Linked DNA regions of Zea mays: region 2 is linked to region 1. Evidence: chromatin contacts called from public Hi-C data. All regions are on one chromosome and are shown on one strand. The core of a region is the stretch at or near the end of the contact, and the rest is flanking DNA. Distances in the headings are between cores, read along the strand shown. Region 1 holds the start of LOC100383586 (putative DUF231 domain containing family protein). Region 2 holds the start of LOC103640745 (DDT domain-containing protein PTM).

Region 1 (2,700 bases), core at 112-2,611:
GTAGCCCGTGAATGCAGTAGTACAGTTGTAGATTTGGCGTTAGATTTTGGGTTCATTTGCTAGCACTAAGGTACATAAGCAACAAACTGCTGTGCCATCAGAACCCACAAATATGGGTTATACGGAACAATGACTGGTCACGGAAGAGCATGAAGAGACCACCCTCCCACCGCAGGTTGCAAGATGGAAACAGCATGGCACGCTGGGTAGCAAGATTGGAAACCCGACGCCTAGGAGTCCCAACGCGAGGTGGTGGTCTAGACTAGAGCGTCCTAATCATCTAATTTAAGTTCCACAACGCGCATTAAAGCACAAAGCGTCATTGTCTAGGACTTGTTTCTTAGACGTCGAAAAAGTCTGGAGCAGTAGTGTCAAATTTAGACCAGTCCAAGATCGAACAAACACAGCTCGGGACGTTGGAAGTCGGAAGTAGCAGCGCCAAATCTAGACCGGTTCGAGATTCAACCAACCGACCAAAAATTAAAAAAAATGCACGGAGATAGATAGATAGTAGTACGCCCGCGCACGCTTCTTTCGCTCTGACAAGGTTAGCAAACCAGAAATCTCCAGATCCTGGAGATGGCGGGGCACGGGACGGCTGAGGTGAGGTGAGGAGAGGAAGGCAGCAGGGGAGAATCGAAGCGAGGAAACGAACCGGGGGAGATGGCAGCGCGACGGCTGCCAGCGCCACTTGGTGTAGGACGCGTCGGGTCGGCCGTTCTCGGCGCAGCGGAAGCCGACGTCGAGGAACGGGCAGTCGCTGGAGTGGTAGAGCGGGTACCCGCCGCCGGCGCCGGCGCCGGCCCAGACCCACTCCCCGTCGAACAGGTCGCACTCCTCCTCCTCCTCGTCGTCGGCGGCGGCGGCGGCCTCACCGCCGCCACCACTCCCCGCCGCCGCAGCACGAGGCGCGGAGACGGGCCGGTGGTCCGCGTCCGCGTCCGCCGATGCCGCGATGGAGACCCCGCCGGCCCACAGCCTCCCGTGCGCGGCCACCAGCGCGGCGGCCGAGCAGCGGAGCGAGGCGGCGCCGAGGAGGAGGAGCAGCAGCAGCAGCAGCGCCGCGGCGGCCAGCCACGCCAGCTCGGCCTTCTCCAGCCGCCGCTTGGCCGCCCGCCGCAGCAGGCGCTTCACGGGCGAGCCCAGCAGCATTGCCGCCGCCTGCCTGCCTGCCTGGCTCCGGGGACGAAGCGGCCGGTAACTGAAATCCCGCGGGAGCGCCCGTGGCAGGAGGCGCGTCGGCAACTGGCGTGCCGTGCCCACTGGGTGGTCCGAGGAGACGAGACGATAGGAGAGCGGTGCGGGACCGTGTTGCAAACTTGCAATGACCGGGACCGGGACCGGGACCTGCCGGTACGGACTGCTGCGGGGAAGTAGACGGTGGCCGCCAGGATTTATGATTGGAAGAAGTGGGGCAAGCGAAACGGTTGCTGACTTGCTGCTTCGCTTCCTTCGGTAATAGTTGCTCGAATATTTGTATAGTTTAATTTATTTAAATAACATATTTATTTAGACATGGTTATGTTTTTATTTTTCAATTAACAGCATATACATGTCTGTAATATCGTAAATATTTGTCGTTTACTAGTTTATTTTTTAACGAAACGGTGACAAATAAAAAAGAACAAAAAGAGTATGGCAGAAATAGACATGTGTCTCGGTGATTAAGGGGTTCGGCTGCAATCTTAGCGACGTGAGTTCAATTTCTAGTTCTACGCACGATAAAACTCACACTTAAATATAGTAGAGAACGAGATGTATAAAATTTAAACAACGACAAGGGTGTGTTTCAGTCGGTGGTGACTTGTGAGATACTACATCACCAATGCAAGTTCGATTAGTTAGTTAGTTAGTTAGTTAGTTATATGAGTTATGTGGTTTGGGGGGAGGCAAGTAACGAATGACGAACTGGGAAGATGATTGCGCGATAACAAAGAAGCAAAAAAACGGGTGCAAGGCAAGAAAGGAATGATGAGAAGGTTAGGATCGGATCGAGTAGTACGCAAGCCAAGCAAAGCAAAGCAAAGCAAACCACCGACCCGATCGCGCGCTGCTGCCACGACGATGCCGTCTCGTCCAGGCGTACGCTGGCGCCTCATGCGCCACTGATGGCGACGGCCGGAATGTGATCGGAGATCCCCTGGGATCCCTGCTCAAGTGCTCAGTGCTGCACCGCCGTTGCTGAGCCACGGTGGTCGTCGTGGTTTATTAGTGGTGGTGCCTGCACTTACCAGTTGCCTTTCCGTTGCGAGTGGGGATGGACAACGACCCTTTCTCTTTCTTTTCGCCATCGGCAGTGGGTATGGCCGTGTGGGTGGGCTATGAATGCGGCCGTGCCGGCAATGCGAGGCCAGTCGTCTCATTTTTCATTCTCTTCCAAAAAGAGCACTCCAACGAAGAAACGAAACGAGAAAAAAAAGGAAAGTACTCTACTACTCATTGTGGTTCTATTTGCCTTTGTTTTAGGCCCTTAGTCTCTAAATTATCAAACGGTAGAACTAAAATAGAGACTAATCTATTTTAGTCTATACTCTCTAGTCCCCTAAGTGGTGACTAAAATGGACTAAATCATATAAATCCTACCTTTTACCCCTCCTTTATTTCAGTTTCACTAATAGCGAGAAAATGCTTAAGAGTATTTTGGTCCTCTTATAATTTATTTAATACGTTTTGAATATTTTTAGTCTCTATAACCAAACA
Region 2 (2,700 bases), core at 62-2,561, 180 kb before region 1:
TCCATCAACCCTCTGCCTAGTACTTGGTGGCTCTTTGACCTCCAAGGCGCTCCCTGATGAAACCAGCAAGTCTAGCTTCCTCTTCCGGCAGCTCACCTTCATGCCTAATGCACCATTATCATCCGACATGAGAAGCTCCTGGAGCTGAGGAAGCCCCAGCTCCTCAGCGTGTCCGTCCTCAAACACCAGGCTGTAGACCCCAGCTGTGCTATCATAGGACACAACCTTCCCAATAAGAATCCTCGTGCGCCCTGGAGCGCTACGTCCAATGTAGCGGCCCACCAAGCCTTCCCCCACCTCCTCTTTAACCTGAAGACCCCCAGCATGTGCCGTAGTCCCTTGATTCACCACTCCGCCGTCACCTTCCCCCGTCTTAACCTCGCTTTCCACAGCAGCTGCAGTGCACTCTTGTTCCTGTTCCTGACCATCGCCCTCTCGTTCTGCTACGCAGCCGCCATCCACCTCCATCTTCATTTCAGAGTACTCATTGCCTGTGGAGCAACCCCCGTCCTCGTCCATCCGTGCTTCAGATACCACAGGAGCCACATCTGGCACTTCCCCCGCAATGCTGCTGCCCTCAACTGCCCCATTCGCCAGACCACCATCAGACCGCTCCTTGCCCGCGGCGCCACCCTCGTCCACCTCGCTCGCTTGAGGCGCCGCAGGACACTGGTCGCCCACAGCACCGCCTTCGTCAGCCACCACCCCCGGATCTCCAGCCGGCGTCTCCCCGTCACGCCCACGCTCCGCCGCCGCGACGTCTCCACCAGCCCCCGCCTCACTGGCCGCTGTAGGCTTCTCCGCAGCAGCGACGCCACGGGCCATCGCCTCGTCACCGTCCGGCGCCGCGGAGGAGTCGGCGGCGGGCGCCCGATCGGAACCCTCCCGGCGGGGCTCGGCGTCCATGGCGGCACCGGGCGCGGAAACCCTAGCGACTGCGGCCCTACCGTACCATCCCCGCGGCGAATCGCGCGCCTCCGGGAGAGATTCCGTCGGGGCTGGTGAAGCGCGGGCGTGTGGAGGCGGCGCCGACACGCAGGGCGAGGAGGGACTGTGGCCCGGGTACGAATCTGGGAGCCGCCGATCTCGCCTCTCGTGCGGTGCGGCGAGCGGCAGCGAGAGGCCGGCGTGGGGTGGACAGAGCGGGGGGGGGGGGGGGGGGGCAGGGTGCGGTACGCGCTCTGCTGCGGGCTTGCGAACCCTACTGCGGCGCGGCGGTGGGGAGCGAGGCGGCGCGCGGCGAGGAGTGAGGTGGGAACGGAAGAGGCGGAGATGATGGGTGAAGAAGGGAGGGGAAGGGAAAAGGGAACTGGAACTGGAACACGGGCCCGAGCCCCGGCCCGGGCCGAGCCGCACAACCGAACCGACTCGCACGCACCAGCGGACCTGCCTGGCTCGCGTCACTCCGGTTCGTGCCGCCTTGTCGGATCCTGCGTTCTGGGCTCGGATCTGTGCCCGAGTCGAGAGTGGCACCTGATCCACTCGTGGAGGGAGGGGATCCCGCGACAGTACATGTACACTGCGGATGGTTTAGCGGGCGGCGGGCGGCGGACCCGGTGCGATGTGCAGCCCTCGTCGTGTCCACCGCGACCTGGCTGAACCGGGTCAGCTTGGCGCGTTCGCGTTCCACCACCACCACGAGTCCATTCCAGCACGGCACGACGACGGCTGCGGTGCTGCGCTAGTCCGACGGCCGCGAGCCCGCGATGGAGGGAGGCTGCTGCCAGTTTTTCAAATTCAAAACCGGTGGAGTGGAGGGAGCTGCTTGCTGAGGTAGGGAAGGTACCGGTAGGGCAGTGCAACGGTTGTGGGTTCGCTCGCGCCAAAGTGCCGCCTGTGCTGTGCGTGCGGCGTTGCCGCGTAGGCGATAGGCGTAGCACTCGCTTCTTGGCTTGCTCCTGCTCGCGGCGGTGTGTGCTCCTCCTTCCCGTATGCTTTGTGCACCCCCGTGGCCCTGGGTGCTTCTAGCTATTGGTTAGATAATAAGTCACTAAATTTATGAAGTTAATTTAGAGAGCTGTTGGGTAGTATTTTTATGCTAACTATCTAAATTATTAGTTTAGATATTCATTTAAGAACTACTGGAGTTGCTTTTATAGTAGCCACAACGGTGTAGATAGAACACTCTCTATAGCAACATACATGTCATCTACATCTATATCTATACTATACTTAAAACACCAGTTTCAACGGTTGTCATGCGTCATTTTTTTTACAAATAACCCCTCACAGCTATTTCAAATTAATCCGCTGCACGTCTATAGATGTCAAACGACGTCCGACACGGGCTAGATGCATACGGGCCACAACTATGGCACAGGCACGTCATGCCGGCCTGCTAACTGTGTCGGACCAGACCGTTAGCCCGTCGAACCCATGCCCTGATGGAAGAAGGGCGGGAGACATTGGGTGAAACTGTCTAACCAGTAGAATATCAGCTAAGATGTTTTTAATATTGAATATAAATTGTATATATGTATATTATATATGTTTTTTGTAAAATAAAAAACTAATCGTGTCGGGTCGGGCCAACACTACAGGCCGAGGCTACAGCCCAAGCACGGCACGTCGTTCTTTGCTCTTGCAAGCAGGCATTGGCACAATGGACTACACGGTGTTTGAGATTGCTGAATTGGATGGAGCAACAATGATTTGTCACACTAACAGCAAAATGAAAGGTTATTTGTTGGTTTTAAACGT

What was found. A called contact is a pair of places that touch in the nucleus more often than the background predicts.
Region 2: a contact with region 1 is called in a Hi-C map of ear, with 4 times the contacts expected there. The contact joins the promoter of LOC103640745 here to the promoter of LOC100383586 in region 1. A contact is called at or near these places in 5 of 25 Hi-C or Micro-C datasets (ear, leaf and tassel).

The regions. Positions count from the first base shown.
Region 1 is chr10:4,221,956-4,224,655 of Zm-B73-REFERENCE-NAM-5.0, reverse strand. LOC100383586 (putative DUF231 domain containing family protein) reads right to left here and starts at 1,361. Exons shown (of 4, transcript NM_001176234.1): 1 at 656-1,361. The coding sequence starts at 1,152.
Region 2 is chr10:4,403,693-4,406,392 of Zm-B73-REFERENCE-NAM-5.0, reverse strand. LOC103640745 (DDT domain-containing protein PTM) reads right to left here and starts at 1,311. Exons shown (of 10, transcript XM_008664234.3): 1 at 1-1,311. The coding sequence starts at 906.